Regions from separate parts of the Mus musculus genome. Here regions 1, 3 and 4 are each linked to region 2. A link is a contact called in public Hi-C and Micro-C data. All regions are on one chromosome and are shown on one strand. Each heading gives the region's core, a stretch centred on a gene start, on an enhancer-like site or on the middle of the called end of the contact. The rest is flanking DNA. Distances are from core to core; before and after follow the strand shown. Region 1 holds the start of Cc2d2a (coiled-coil and C2 domain containing 2A). Region 2 holds the start of Prom1 (prominin 1). Region 3 holds the start of Fbxl5 (F-box and leucine-rich repeat protein 5). Region 4 has its middle 11 kb from the start of Bst1.

Region 1 (3,112 bases), core at 305-2,804, 440 kb after region 2:
ACCTTAGGGTGTTGAGTGCTATCCCTTTACTCTCTTTAGTTTTTGTCACCCATCCCTGACAGCCATACACAAGTCTCTTCTCCCCTTCCTCCAGCCAGGACCAGGACACTTGTTTTCCCTCGTCTGTTTAAAATGTTGCTGGAACCTCCTCCCCTCCACGCATGCTCACTTTCTCTCTTCAGAGACGAGGCTTTTCCTTTCGAGTGGGAGGGCCCGCTCAAAGTTGTGAACTCTCAGGAGCCATCCTGTGCCTTTTTAATGATTAATTATGTAGCAGCAAGTTACTCTAGCCCCAGCTTCTAGGGTACCAGGTGAGTGACACAGCTGTGTGTGGTCATTTAATCAGATGGACGGGACACCTTTCACTTGATGAGGCCAGGTCAGCACCCAGGCTCTGCTCATGGGATTGCTCAGCTGCACAGGGGGTGCTGGAAGCACCTCTATGGCAGGAGTCCCGCTGTGGGCCAAGCTCTTTAGACCTTTTTACAAGTCTGTTTTGTCACTGATCTCATTATCTGTTTCTACATCTGCTTCCCCAGCAAAGTCTCACCACTGGACCTGGTCTAAGTTGGTTTTGTACACTGTAAACTTGAGTTCTTCATCTGCTGCATCATTGATGCTCACTAAAAACTTGAATAAATGACTCTGTAAGTGAACTCTAGGCCAACTATCTATATACAGATTGATCTATGTTTATATATGTGCATATCTCTCTATCTCTATGTATACATATATGCACATATTTTCTCTATCCATATACAGTTCCCCTCTATACAAAGCATGCTGTCGTTACACTTATTTGCAGAAATGTTATATAAAATGCAATAGCAGACATGTATTTCTCATTAGATTTTATTAGCATTTCATAGCACCTAGCATTTCATAGCACCTAAAATGAAAACAGCTGAGCTGATGGCCAGTAGACTTCTGAAAGCTTGGCAGACCTCAGCCCTGCGGTTCAGAGCTCTTTGTCCAATAACAAGAAAAGTGGAGCTCGCCACACGGAGAGTACTCCCTCCGGCCCGCCCTCCCCTTCCCCGGAGCAGTTTAAACTAAAGGCCCGAAAGCAACACGCAGCTAGTGCTTAGCAGCACACTGACCAGAGAGGCTCTCTGTGAACCGGTTTGCTTTTCCCCTGCAAGCCAGACAGCAGCTGAAATCAGAGCTGTCCCTGCAGTGCCCCCACTTTGCATTGAGAGAGTGAAACTGCAAGCAAGATGAAGGGTCTCTAATGTTAGCAAGATGAGAGTCCCTAACGTTACAAAGCATTCATTCCACTCTCACTGCACCAGGGAGGGGCTGGTTTCTCTGCCGGAACGGAAAGGAGAGGAAAGCAGGACACTGCAGCCTGTCTCTGTTAAAGACTGATTTACCTTCGTCCACTCTACAAAACGAAGTTTGCAGATTCCACTTGCTGGGCTGAAGGGATGAGATGAGAGACCAGTTGTGTCAAGCCAGAGAACCTTTTAGAAATGAGCGAAAGGGTGGGCTGGGGTAAGAGAGGTTACTCCCTGGGAAGCTGCAGCCATATCTCAGGGTTTAAAAAAAAACACCAGCTTAGCAACCAGTTCCCAGGGAAGGTCACTAGGCGGCCGCTTTTTTTTTTTAAAGTGGCAGTTTACTTTTAAGACTTGGAATATGAGCTTGCTGGGCAAGCAGTGGAAAAATAACGTGCTGAAGAGAGACAAAGGGAAAGCAACTGGGCAGCCTAGCAGAGAGGACTCAGGCTCTCAGCAGGGTGTCCTGCCTTATGTCTCTGGGTTGCATGGCCTGTTGGGTCAAGGACAGAAGGTGTTGATAAGTAGAGTGGTTTAGAATCAGGAGGGGCCATGTTGTGTGGAGCTGCCTAGTAAGCAGTAGCAAAGACTATGTGGCCGGGCATCAGAGCTATCAGAGCTCCAGCGTGTGTTGCATTAGGGATGTTGGCTGGCTGTGCACAGAAGCTGGACCGCACACGCCTAACCTCTGTTTCTTCAACTCTTCACTACAAATGACCCAGCGGCCCAGCAGGGATACAGACAAGATGGCTCAAAAAAAAAAAAAAAAAAAAAAAAAAAGGCAAGAAACCAGGAGAAAAGGCCAAGTAGTGAGAACAGTAGTAAGCAGACTCAGACTCTACAGGCCAAAGACAACCACAGATCAAGGAACTCCACAGACCGCGGCCTCCTAACCCCAAGTGTTGTTCCTCAGAAGCCTGCCATTTTGTTTCTTAGACAAGACCTCTGACTGGAAGCTGGCATTTGGTGATTAGGCTAGGCTGCCTGCCTAACTCCAGATCCCTGCTTGTCTTAGCTTGTCTGGTGCTGATAGAACAAACGTGGGCCACCATGCTGAGTGTTAGCCACCTTCAAAGCCAGGTCCTCATGCTTGTGTGATGAAAAGCCCTTTACTAATAGAACTATCTCCCAGCCCCTATTTTCTGTATCCCTAAAGCTCTGGCATTCACTGCATGGGTCTTAGATAGATCTCTGAAGCTAACTAATTCCTAGAGACAATAAATGACTCCAAGGAAATGCATATATTCTCTTTGATACGTACTAACTGACCCCAAGCTGGCATCTCCATCTACTGCAATCACCAAGAAGTACCCCTCTGCTCTAAGTCACTCTGGAGGCAGGTGCTTAGGGAGCATGTCTATGATCCAGAATATTCTGAAACAAGTCAAATTATTTAATTCTAAACCCACCAGCACACTTACCATGCCACAACCTTCCTTCCAGGGAAAACCCCAGTAAAGGGTCTCTTTTGGAGCCTGATGTTTGGAGAATGCTGTTTTTGGAGACTGCTGCTGATTGTGTTTGGTTGATTGGTCTGTCTTTGTATCCCCAGTGCTGGGAATATAGATGCCTGTAGCCACTTGGCTTTTTATGTGGGTGCTGGAGACCTGAGCTCAGTATTTATTCTGGGCCAGTATCTTATTGATTGAGTCATTTTTTTCCCAGCCCAAGAAACAAATTTATATCCATTGTGATATTCTGTTATAGAATTATAAGACATTTCCTGCTTTGAAGGATCTGTGTGAATAACCTTTCTACAAGACAGCCATGTCTGTGTCTTCATGTCTCACCGTACCAGAGAACCCAGAGTTCACTTTTTAACATATGTGTGTACA
Region 2 (3,028 bases), core at 160-2,659:
GCTGGTTTGCAGACACAGAAGCTGGATTCAGAGTGATAAGGCCATGAGTGCCCATGCTGGTAAAATAGGCAGCTCGGGGACAGCTAGGAGCTCCCAGGAGAGAGAACTCAAGTCTCAAGCTAACACCATCCTCAGTAGCCTGTCTGCCTCTGAGCAGGAAAGCTGTGGAGCCCAGGAGACTGTAAAGGGGAGAACTGGCCATCTTAGACTTCTCTAGTACTCCAACACTGCTTGCTTCAGTTTTCCGTGGTTTCTCAGTGGTCTTTCTGAATGAACTCTTTCTACACCTTCGCCGTGTAGAGGTCAATTTCAATTTCACCTTCCCCTGCCCATCCTCAGTGTATGCTATATTTTGTGGTGAGAAAATTACTAAATTAAAGTTCATTTGTCAGGGCTGGGGAGATTGGTGAGTGGTATAAAGCATCGGTTGTTTTGGCAGAGGCACTCCCTCTTTGCAGAGTTTAATTCCCTGCACCCAGCCCGTATGGCAGCTCACAACCCTTTGTAACTCCAGTGACAGGGAAGCCAACACCTTCTTTTGACCAACTCCACGGTAAAGTGCTACACATACATTCATGCAGGCAAAACATTCATACACGTAAACTATTTTTAAAAGGCCATGTGTCCACATACCTATTCTTCCAACATCTGTGCAGCCATTCTTTCATCTCTCCGTCCATCTACCTAACAACCCGCACACAATTAATACGCATCCTTTGATGGTAAAAATGTCCCAGAGGCGCTATTCTTCCTTGGTCTATTCTCTACCCACTTTTGGTTGAATCCAGGAATGTAATTGATCAAAAGGACCAGCGTTGTGTTTGTCCCTGATAGCACAGGGATACACTACAGCCAATTTTTCTCCCCCTTAGATGATTTTTGTTTGTTTGTTTGTTTTTTAGTTGTTTTAAATAAAATGCACTGAGTACCGGTATCGTGTCTAAAGAGCCAGGAAAGTGTGGAGGTTAGAGATTTTAGGAGCTAGCGGCCTTCCAAGCAGCGATTTAGGATTAGGTGATAGAGAAGGGTGTTCTGGGACTGAGCAGGGATTTCAGCAGGAAATAAATGCTCTGTCCCGTGGGTGTCCCCAGGGCATTGTAGCCTCTCAGAAGGTCCAATCAGTGCGCTCAGACTCAGAGCCCTAGGCTCCTGCTCTTTAAATTACCGAGCCTTGTGGAGACCCCGGCACCTGGCCTTAAGCTCAGCCCTGAGTAAGTACGTTTCTGAAGGAGTCGGTGTTCCTTTAGTTCCATCCCCAAACCTCTGCCAGAGACCCTAGAGGACGCAACAGGTTCCCAGAGTCCTGGAGTCCCGTGGTCCTGACTCAGGCACCCTTAGCCAACCCGGGGCGGAGCAGTGGGACGGGCTCTCACCCAATCACTCTTGTGGTGCCCTGGGGCTGGACCTTAAATAATTCATGAATTAAGTGGAAGGAGCCCAGCTTAGAGGCGAGGGGCTGGAGGGTTCCGAGACCCGGAGGAGAGCTGGACCGGAGAGGTGAGTTGCTCCGAGTGCCGACCCAGCGCGGGGCGCTGAGCTCCCCCTCTTCTAGAACACCCAGGGCAGGGATGAGGAGTGGAGAAGCTCGAGCAACGTCTTCCTCTGCCTCCACAGCAGGTGGCGGGAACCTAGTTTGTCTTCCCGAAGCTGGAGGGGCTGCAGGGTGGTGTGGGTCTCGGCCAGTGGGCGAGCCCAGGGTCTGGAGGACTGGTTATAGAGCGTGCAAACTTTTTCCCGCGGCGGTGGCCGGCTCCTCTCCGCGGCACATTGCTCCGCTCCGGTACTCCTTCCATCCTGTGGAGGGGTGGAGGTCGCTGGGTTCCGGAGACAAGAGCAGGAGGCGGTGAGACTTTCAGGCCACCGGCCCGCTTTCGGGAAGGGCGGCGAGAGGAGGTTCGGTCTGGGTCTTGAGAACTCTTTTGCGGTAAGGAAAACTCCAGGAAAGGCCAAGGTGGGGGGTAGGCTGGGGGAGGGGGACAGGACGTGGGACTCCCGGCCACCAGCCACCATCTGCTACCTATGTGCAGCTCACAGTGCTACTGGCCGCAGCGGGAGGGCGATGCCGGTGCAAGGGCAAACCGCCTCCCTGCGGCCGTTGCCAAGCGCACGCACCCGGGCTGGAAGTCCTGGCTCCAGTCAGCCCTTAGGGTCACACAGCACCGAGAATTTCAGCTTTCCTAGAGATGGAGAGCAGGAGCGCTCAGGGCATACCTTGACAGAATGCGGGGACCAGGGACAACAAAGAGGAATGTGGACTGAGCAGAGCTTCGTGGCTGCTGGAGGATCGGGGCTCGAGCTAAGTTCCCGAGAATGGGTCGGAGAGGTTCCAATCCTCAACCCGGCGTTCAAACAGGACTGGGTGGGGAAATGCCTTGGTGGCGCTCCGGACTACAGGACTCAGGGGCGATCCCCTCCCCCAGGCGACGGCGGATTCCTGGAGGCTCCCAGCTTCGCGCGCCGCCTCGCAGTCGGTTCTTTTGTGTTCCGCAGCCCGGGAAAGGCCCCTGAGAAGGGGGGAAGGTGGGCAGGAGGGCGCCGGGTCTGGCGGCAGCTTGTAGGGAAAGGCAGCGGAGCAAAGGTACCGGCGCTTCCTGCAGCTACTGCTTCCTCCGGGAGCTCGCTCTGTTGCTCTCTTGTTCAGTTGTGGACTTTTCTCATGCCCAGGCGGAGAATGGTTTGCTCGGCTTCTTGTGGGCGGTTGCTGGCCTTTGTTAAGCAAGCGAACGGTTAAAGTCCTTTGTGGACCCCTCCACCCTAACTCACTAGAGACCCAAACAACTTGAACAATGAATTTGCTTTGAGCCATGTGAGAACTTTTTTGATTGACCAATTGAATATTGGCAAATTCATACAGTCCGGCTTGGCGGACTACTTATTTTTCTTATTCATTTGTGAATTTACCTCTTTGAAGCACTACGGAGCTGGCGTCTGTCTGCATGGAGCCTAAGAGGTTCACGGTGGCTCGTCTGGAGCATCAGAACTTTATGAACAGCACACACTGTGCTGAGTTCTTTACCTGTTAGCATGT
Region 3 (3,087 bases), core at 417-2,916, 320 kb after region 2:
GCTCTATGTAACTGGTACACTGAAGTCGGAGTCTATATTCCAAGATGGCTAGAGTGAAAGATTAGGATATAACAAATGAGGGGTTAGCAAATGTCTTTTGAGAATTGTTAAAAATATGGAGGCAAAGCCCTGCTTAAACAGCGGAGAAAAGAAGGGGAAAAGAGGGAAACAGAGAAGGGAACAGAGGAAAGAAGAATAATGGGGTGGAGAGGGAGGGAGAAATCTGTCAAGACTTATCAGTTCTGTAAGCTATTTTTGTTGTTGTTGTTTTCTTTTTCTTTTTCTTCAGTCACCTCTTTGTTCCAACTAATACAGTACACAGGAACAAACTTATCGTCAGATCTAGATACATTTGGCCAGAATTTTATGTACTGATTTGTGAAATCCTGGGCAATGTCTTAATTTCCTTTGTCATAGCTGTTTTCTCTAACATTGTTTACAGGGAGTATTCGTGATGAGGTATTCCTATTAGCACTTCAAAAATACACGTACTCCGTTTTCCTTAAAATCTTATGAAGTAGGTTATTTATTCCCCTCATCTCATTTTACATAAGAGAATACTGCGGTCAGAACACAGAAGTCAGGTCGCTCTCCAAGGTTAGTACAACTAGAGTTTGGTGAAACCATGAACCTAAGCTTCATCTCCAGAGTCTGTTTTCCAGCTCAATTTGCATGTTAATATCAAAAGGTAACCAGAACTAGCTGCACTAATAGAAGTATCTTTTTATTCATTTTCTGAGAGTCTGGTTCCTTTTAACCATTGACATGAATTTGGGGTAGGAAATACAAAGGTGAATAATGTAGCATATCTTCTGCTTACTGTTCAAAGTTTATGGTTGTTGAGAAAACGACACACCCTTCCCAGGTTCTCAGCCTTGCCCGTGTTTCTCCCATTTTTCCACGAATTCTAAAGCCACGGGGTGAGAGCCGGCTCTGATACTTGGGAAAAGTCTACTGGAGGGCTTAGATGAGGACAGGTGACGTGCACTGGCCTTTCTCTAGGCAGTGACCTCATTTATGGCCCTTTCTTCCTGTCTGAGCCTCCTCGGCTTAAAATGGCGGGATTTGTGCTAAGGCTCTCTCCCTACTAGACAGCCATGATGGCTCCCCGCCCCCCCCACCCCCCCCAAACCCCCGCAGGCTCATCTGGCCGCTCTGGGACTGTCGTTCCTGATCTGAGGTGTTGGTCCTCCCTCTGGTGTTTCCAGTTCCCCAGGGCCACCATCCCACTCTGCTCCGTGCCAGGAGGGGTGAGGAGGGGCTGCCAGGTCCCCAGCTCTCAGCCGCAGGGGAGAGGCCATGCTAGGCCCAGAGCCAGCATCCCAGGCCTAGCAAAACCCGAACGAGGCAGCAAAGGCGGCTGAGGGCTCGGCGCGCGCACAGCCCGCCCGTCCAGAGCACGCAGGCTCGATCTGGTCACGCAGGTCCCTGCCTCAAGGCCAGGCACCCGGAGAAGCGCCCTTGAAGACCCTCGCCCTGGGACAGTGCGATTTTTTAAGAGATGTAACGCAAGGGACCAGGGACGACCATGCCCACCGGAGGAGAGAGCTCTGGGCGCCTCAGCGCGCGCGCCGGTCACGTGGGCCGCGGCACCGCATGGCGGCGGCCCGCGCGCCCCCGCGTCACGGCCCCGCGGAACCGCCCGGGCGCGCGCGCCGACGGGGCGGGCGCATGCGCAGGGGGGCGCGCCGCCTCTGCCCCGCGGCGAGGGTGTCTATGGAGAGGCGGCGGCCGCGGCTGCTGAGGCGGACGCTGAGGCAGTGGCGATGGCGCCCTTCCCCGATGAAGTGGACGTCTTCACCGCCCCGCACTGGCGGATGAAGCAGCTGGTGGGGCGCTACTGCGACAAGGTAAAGGAGCGCGGGGCGGAGGGCGGCCGCGGAGGAGCGGCCGGGTTCCGGGAGGCCTGGCCTGCGTGCCTCCCGCAACCCCCGCGTTGGCGCCGCGCGAGCCCGTCGCCCGCGCCCCGGCACCCGCGCGGCTCCCGAACCTTCCCACCGGGGTCCCGGGAGCCCGCGCTGGCCGCGGCCTGGGACGAGCGCTCGCGGGACTGACCTGTGCCGGGGTGAGGGGCGCTCCCGGCCGTCCGGCTCGGCCGCCCGCGGGGTGCCCGCTCCCCGTCCGCAGGCCGCTTCTGCGGTTACTCGCAGCCACAGCACCGCTCGCCCGGTCCCTTCGGGCTCTTTTAGTCGCTCTGCAAACACTGCATCCTCTCTCTGGACCTCTTGACTTGCTTCCTGGCTCCACAGGCAGCGTCTTGCAGCCCCTGGAGCAGGCTTATTTTACCTGCCTGCTTTGCACTGGTTTGGTTCCGTACACAAGCCCGGTACACGGACTGGGAAGACCTGCACTCCTCTTTCCTGGTTACTCTTTTTTTCCTTCCAGTTTTTATTTTTCCTGGATACTTTATTCCTTGTAGAATTTGTTCCTCTGTTGGACTTTTTACTGGAAGCAAATGAGAGGGGCCCCTAGGAAAAGTTGCCTTGCAGTGGAACTCACTTTGGACTTTTAATGGGTGTAGCCGAAGTTGAAGAAGCACTCTTGTGAAGATGAGTTGGGAACCTTTTTCTAATGATGCTGAAAACTCTGAATTGTCACTTTATGTTCGGAAGATCATATATGAGTAAATTCTGGGCAGTCATATGTTTTGCAAAAAAGGTGAACCAAATAAATAGCTGTTAAGTAATTATTAACTTAAACGTAAAAATAAATTGAATTATCAGAGATTACGTGGAATTAGCACCACTATTAACAGCAAACAAGAGTTGTCTTTCAATCTGGAGAGGTGCTAGGAAGGAGGCCAATGTCTTCCCTGGTAGGCCACGGGAAGACCAGCAATTTGAAGTGTAGGATCTTAGCATCTTGGCTGCACAGTCCTCTCCCTCCATTTTGGGAAAAGAAAAACAAACAAACCAATAAACTCAAACCCAGTTAGTCCTAAGCCAGTGGACCTTTAAACACCAAGACCATAGGCTCATGGCTCACACTACTTGGTTGCCCAAGCTTGCTGTTAAAATCCTGATGGCTGAACCCTAACTCAAATTGGAATCTCTGAGCATAGAACCCAGATGTCAAGTACAGTTTAGA
Region 4 (2,962 bases), core at 48-2,547, 290 kb after region 2:
GAGCTGAAGTGTGACCTTGAAGGGACATTACACAGCATATTTAAAGGATGAAACCACAAAGCAAGGGAGAGCAGGGTGGGCTGTAACACTGTCCAGTCGTATTTTGATGTAAAAGGTTGAGTAAGAGAGTTTCCATCCATTAGGATAGGAAGAGGTTCTAGGGAACATGAACTTCCATGTCTGACATTGCCAGCAAGATGGGGAAGTTGTCCTTGAGATGTCTAGACTCAGACAACTATCTCCTTATTTTTTTAAAAAAAATATCATTATTTTTTTCTAATAGAAGATGTTTAGTTTGGGGGAAGGCCCCAACTCTCCTAGGGCCTGGGTCCTTGAATGTATCTTCCCCTATGATTAAATGGAGTCTGAAAACGAAGTGATAACATTTAGAATAAGTTTCTTTTGCGTGTTCCCAATAGTATGAAGTAGAGCTACAAGAAAAACCTTGAAAGTAATATTATGTGGACAAAATAGGTATAAAGAAAATATAAATTCCTGGCCTAAAATTCACAACACCACACAGGATATGTTAACTTAAGAATTAAACATAAACATATGTGGGAAGTAGTTACTATGCAAGAAAGAGAGGTTCATGAGCAAAGTGATGGGAATAGATCAAATGACTAAGGACTTCAATTGTTTTTTAGCATTTATTTCTCCAGTTGGGTAAGTATACATAGTGTTTCTTCTGACTTGTTTTTTGTTTGTTTGTTTGTTTTTTTGTTTGTAAAATGATCTTATTATGTTTTAAAAGCATTCATTAAGACTTAGTGACTTTAAAGCCCGGCTCCATCACCTGTCTTCTCCTTCGTCATCTATATTGTCCGAATACAGGGAATCTTACAGATAGTAACTTCCAGGTGCCAGCTGTAGGAGTATTAGAATGTAAACATCTTCCCAGGAGACCCCCAACTGATGGCTCCCGGACCTCCAGGGACCCAGCTAAGACTCCAAAGCACTTCAGCCTCATTAAAGGAGCTGATCTGTGCATCTGTCCTCTGGGATACAGAATATTACCTCACTCTTCTTCCATCAGAACTTAATTTATCTCTGAGTAAATCCAGAAGGTCACCTTTTCGGATCCAGCTCCATTATAACCAGCCTTTCCTCCACCAGACGCCCAGCTGCAGACAAACTTAACCCAAAACCCTGCAGTTGAACCTGCCCGCGCATCAACCCCAAACGCCGGCTAGTGCGGAGCTGGGAGCCGGGAGCCGGATCGGCCTGAGCGCATGCACGAAGTCCTCGGCGGCTCCAGGCGTTCTCGCCGCGTTACCGCGGAAGCATCTCCTCTCGCGGGAGTGATTTGAAGCCCGGCGGAAACCGGGCTTGCCAGGGCTGAGTCTGAGGGGACGGTCGCGAGCTGCAGCTCCGAGCGCGTGGGCCGGGGAGAAGCAGCTGCTGATGAACAAGGGCTCTCAGGCGGGCTGTCGCAGCAGCAGCAGCAGCGCCAGAGCCACCGGCTGATGGTGGATCCACTCCGCTTCCAGGATCAGCCGCGACCCAGGCGATAAATCCTAATAAATCCCAGAGTGACGCACAGCCCCTGTGCGAGTATCTCTGAGACTGTTGACGTTTGGATTCCGGTTTACCTTGTCTATTTACTTAGAATACTATAGTGTTTTTGATAATCACAGTAGTCTTGTGTGGCCTTTTAGGTTAAGACAACCATTGATTAAAAAAAAAAAAACCTATAAATTCATTAATTAGATGTACATATGTATCTTTCCCTGTAATGATTTTTAATAAAACACATTTTGAAATCACTAACTAGTAAGTACAAATGAATGCATCTCTGTCACAACCCATAATTATTTTCTGTTTAATGTAGCTGCAGTCTTTCATTACAGTTCAAGAAGTAGATAAAGTGACTAAAAGCATGTATTAATCTTGGAGAGGATTGCCAGCACTTCCTTCAGGTGGCTCAAAGCCACCAGTAACTCCAATACTAGGGGATCCAGCACCCTCTTCTGGCCTCTAGGCCTGTACACACACACACACACACACACACACACACTTTTTATAATGAAAAAAAAGTTGGGCACAGAAGTTTGAATCTCAATTCAAACTTTATATGACATTTACCTCTCTCTCCCTCCCTCCCTCCCTCTCTCTCTCCCTCCCTCCCTCCCTCTCTCTCTCCCTCCCTCCCTCCCTCTCTCTCTCTCTCCCTCCCTCCCTCCCTCTCCCTCCCTCCCTCCCTCCCTCTCTCTCTCTCCCTCCCTCCCTTCCTCCCTCCCTTCCTTCCTTTTTGAGATTTCCCTTTCTCCTTTTTCTCTCATACCATGCATCTACTTCTCATACATCAGCTTTCACTCCCTCCCTTCCTCCCAGTCTCCACCCCTAACTTCCCCTCTCCCACATCTGCTGCTTCTTTGTTCAGAAGAGAGCCTGCCACCACATGATACCAACCAAACGTGCCATAACAGGACGCTGTAAGAGTAGGCATAAACCCTCACATCAAGGCTTGGCGATGCAACCCAGTAGGAAAAAGGGGTCCCCGAGCAGGCCAAACTGCTCCCACTCCCCCACTCCCATTGCCAGGAGTCTAGCAAAAACCTCAAGCTTAACAACCTCAGCTTGGATGCAGTGGGCCAGGTTCAAACCCAGACAGGTTCTGTGGTTTCAGGTTCGGTTTCTGTGAAATCTATGAGCTCTGCTTAGTGGATTCCATGGACCCTATTTTCCTGGTTCTTGACCCCTCTAGTTCCTACAGTCCTTCCTCCTCCTCCTCCTCCTCCTCCTCCTCCTCCTCCTCCTCCTCCTCCTCCTCCTCCTCCTCCTCCTCCATCTTCTGCAGAGAACCCTGAGCTCCACCTATGTTTGGCTCTAGCTCTCTGTATCTGCTCCCTTCAGTGGCTGGAGGAAGCCTCTCCGATGGTGACTGGGGCAGGCACAGATCTTATACCTTCATGTTGACTCTTACTCCAGCTGTGATAAGCCTCAACACCATAATCGTGTG

The links. A called contact is a pair of places that touch in the nucleus more often than the background predicts.
Region 1: a Micro-C map of embryonic fibroblasts shows a contact between it and region 2, with 3 times the contacts expected there. The contact joins the promoter of Cc2d2a here to the promoter of Prom1 in region 2. A contact is called at or near these places in 6 of 39 promoter capture datasets (the 3T3-L1 cell line, cranial neural crest, embryonic stem cells and 3 more), 1 of 15 datasets of contacts at CTCF or cohesin (pro-B cells), 12 of 484 Hi-C or Micro-C datasets (adipose-derived mesenchymal stem cells, embryonic fibroblasts, embryonic stem cells and 1 more), 6 of 115 datasets of contacts at active chromatin or transcription factors (embryonic stem cells, pancreatic cancer cells and stem cell-derived neural progenitor cells) and 3 of 9 other capture datasets (adipose tissue, liver and macrophages).
Region 3: a Micro-C map of embryonic stem cells shows a contact between it and region 2, with 2.4 times the contacts expected there. The contact joins the promoter of Fbxl5 here to the promoter of Prom1 in region 2. A contact is called at or near these places in 1 of 39 promoter capture datasets (liver), 2 of 484 Hi-C or Micro-C datasets (both in embryonic stem cells) and 1 of 115 datasets of contacts at active chromatin or transcription factors (pancreatic cancer cells).
Region 4: a contact with region 2 is called in a Hi-C map of nephron progenitors, with 3 times the contacts expected there. The contact joins the enhancer-like site here to the promoter of Prom1 in region 2. A contact is called at or near these places in 4 of 39 promoter capture datasets (hippocampal neurons, liver, neutrophils and 1 more), 2 of 484 Hi-C or Micro-C datasets (embryonic stem cells and nephron progenitors), 2 of 115 datasets of contacts at active chromatin or transcription factors (bone marrow-derived macrophages and pancreatic cancer cells) and 1 of 9 other capture datasets (liver).

The regions. Positions count from the first base shown.
Region 1 is chr5:43,660,821-43,663,932 of GRCm38.p6, reverse strand. It overlaps Cc2d2a (coiled-coil and C2 domain containing 2A), which reads right to left and starts at 1,554. Exons shown (of 38, transcript NM_001359906.1): 1 at 1,374-1,554.
Region 2 is chr5:44,100,117-44,103,144 of GRCm38.p6, reverse strand. Prom1 (prominin 1) reads left to right here and starts at 1,409. Exons shown (of 28, transcript NM_001163577.1): 1 at 1,409-1,497.
Region 3 is chr5:43,780,728-43,783,814 of GRCm38.p6, reverse strand. It overlaps Fbxl5 (F-box and leucine-rich repeat protein 5), which reads left to right and starts at 1,666. Exons shown (of 11, transcript NM_001159963.1): 1 at 1,666-1,850. The coding sequence starts at 1,767.
Region 4 is chr5:43,806,511-43,809,472 of GRCm38.p6, reverse strand. No RefSeq gene overlaps it. Among named protein-coding and RNA genes, the nearest start is that of Bst1, 11 kb to the left of the region's middle. Within about 2 kb of position 1,297, at least 314 of the 459 cell types and tissues checked have an H3K27ac peak or open chromatin away from gene starts, as enhancers often do. A contact at or near this core is called in bone marrow-derived macrophages, embryonic stem cells, hippocampal neurons and 5 more, where this site is marked.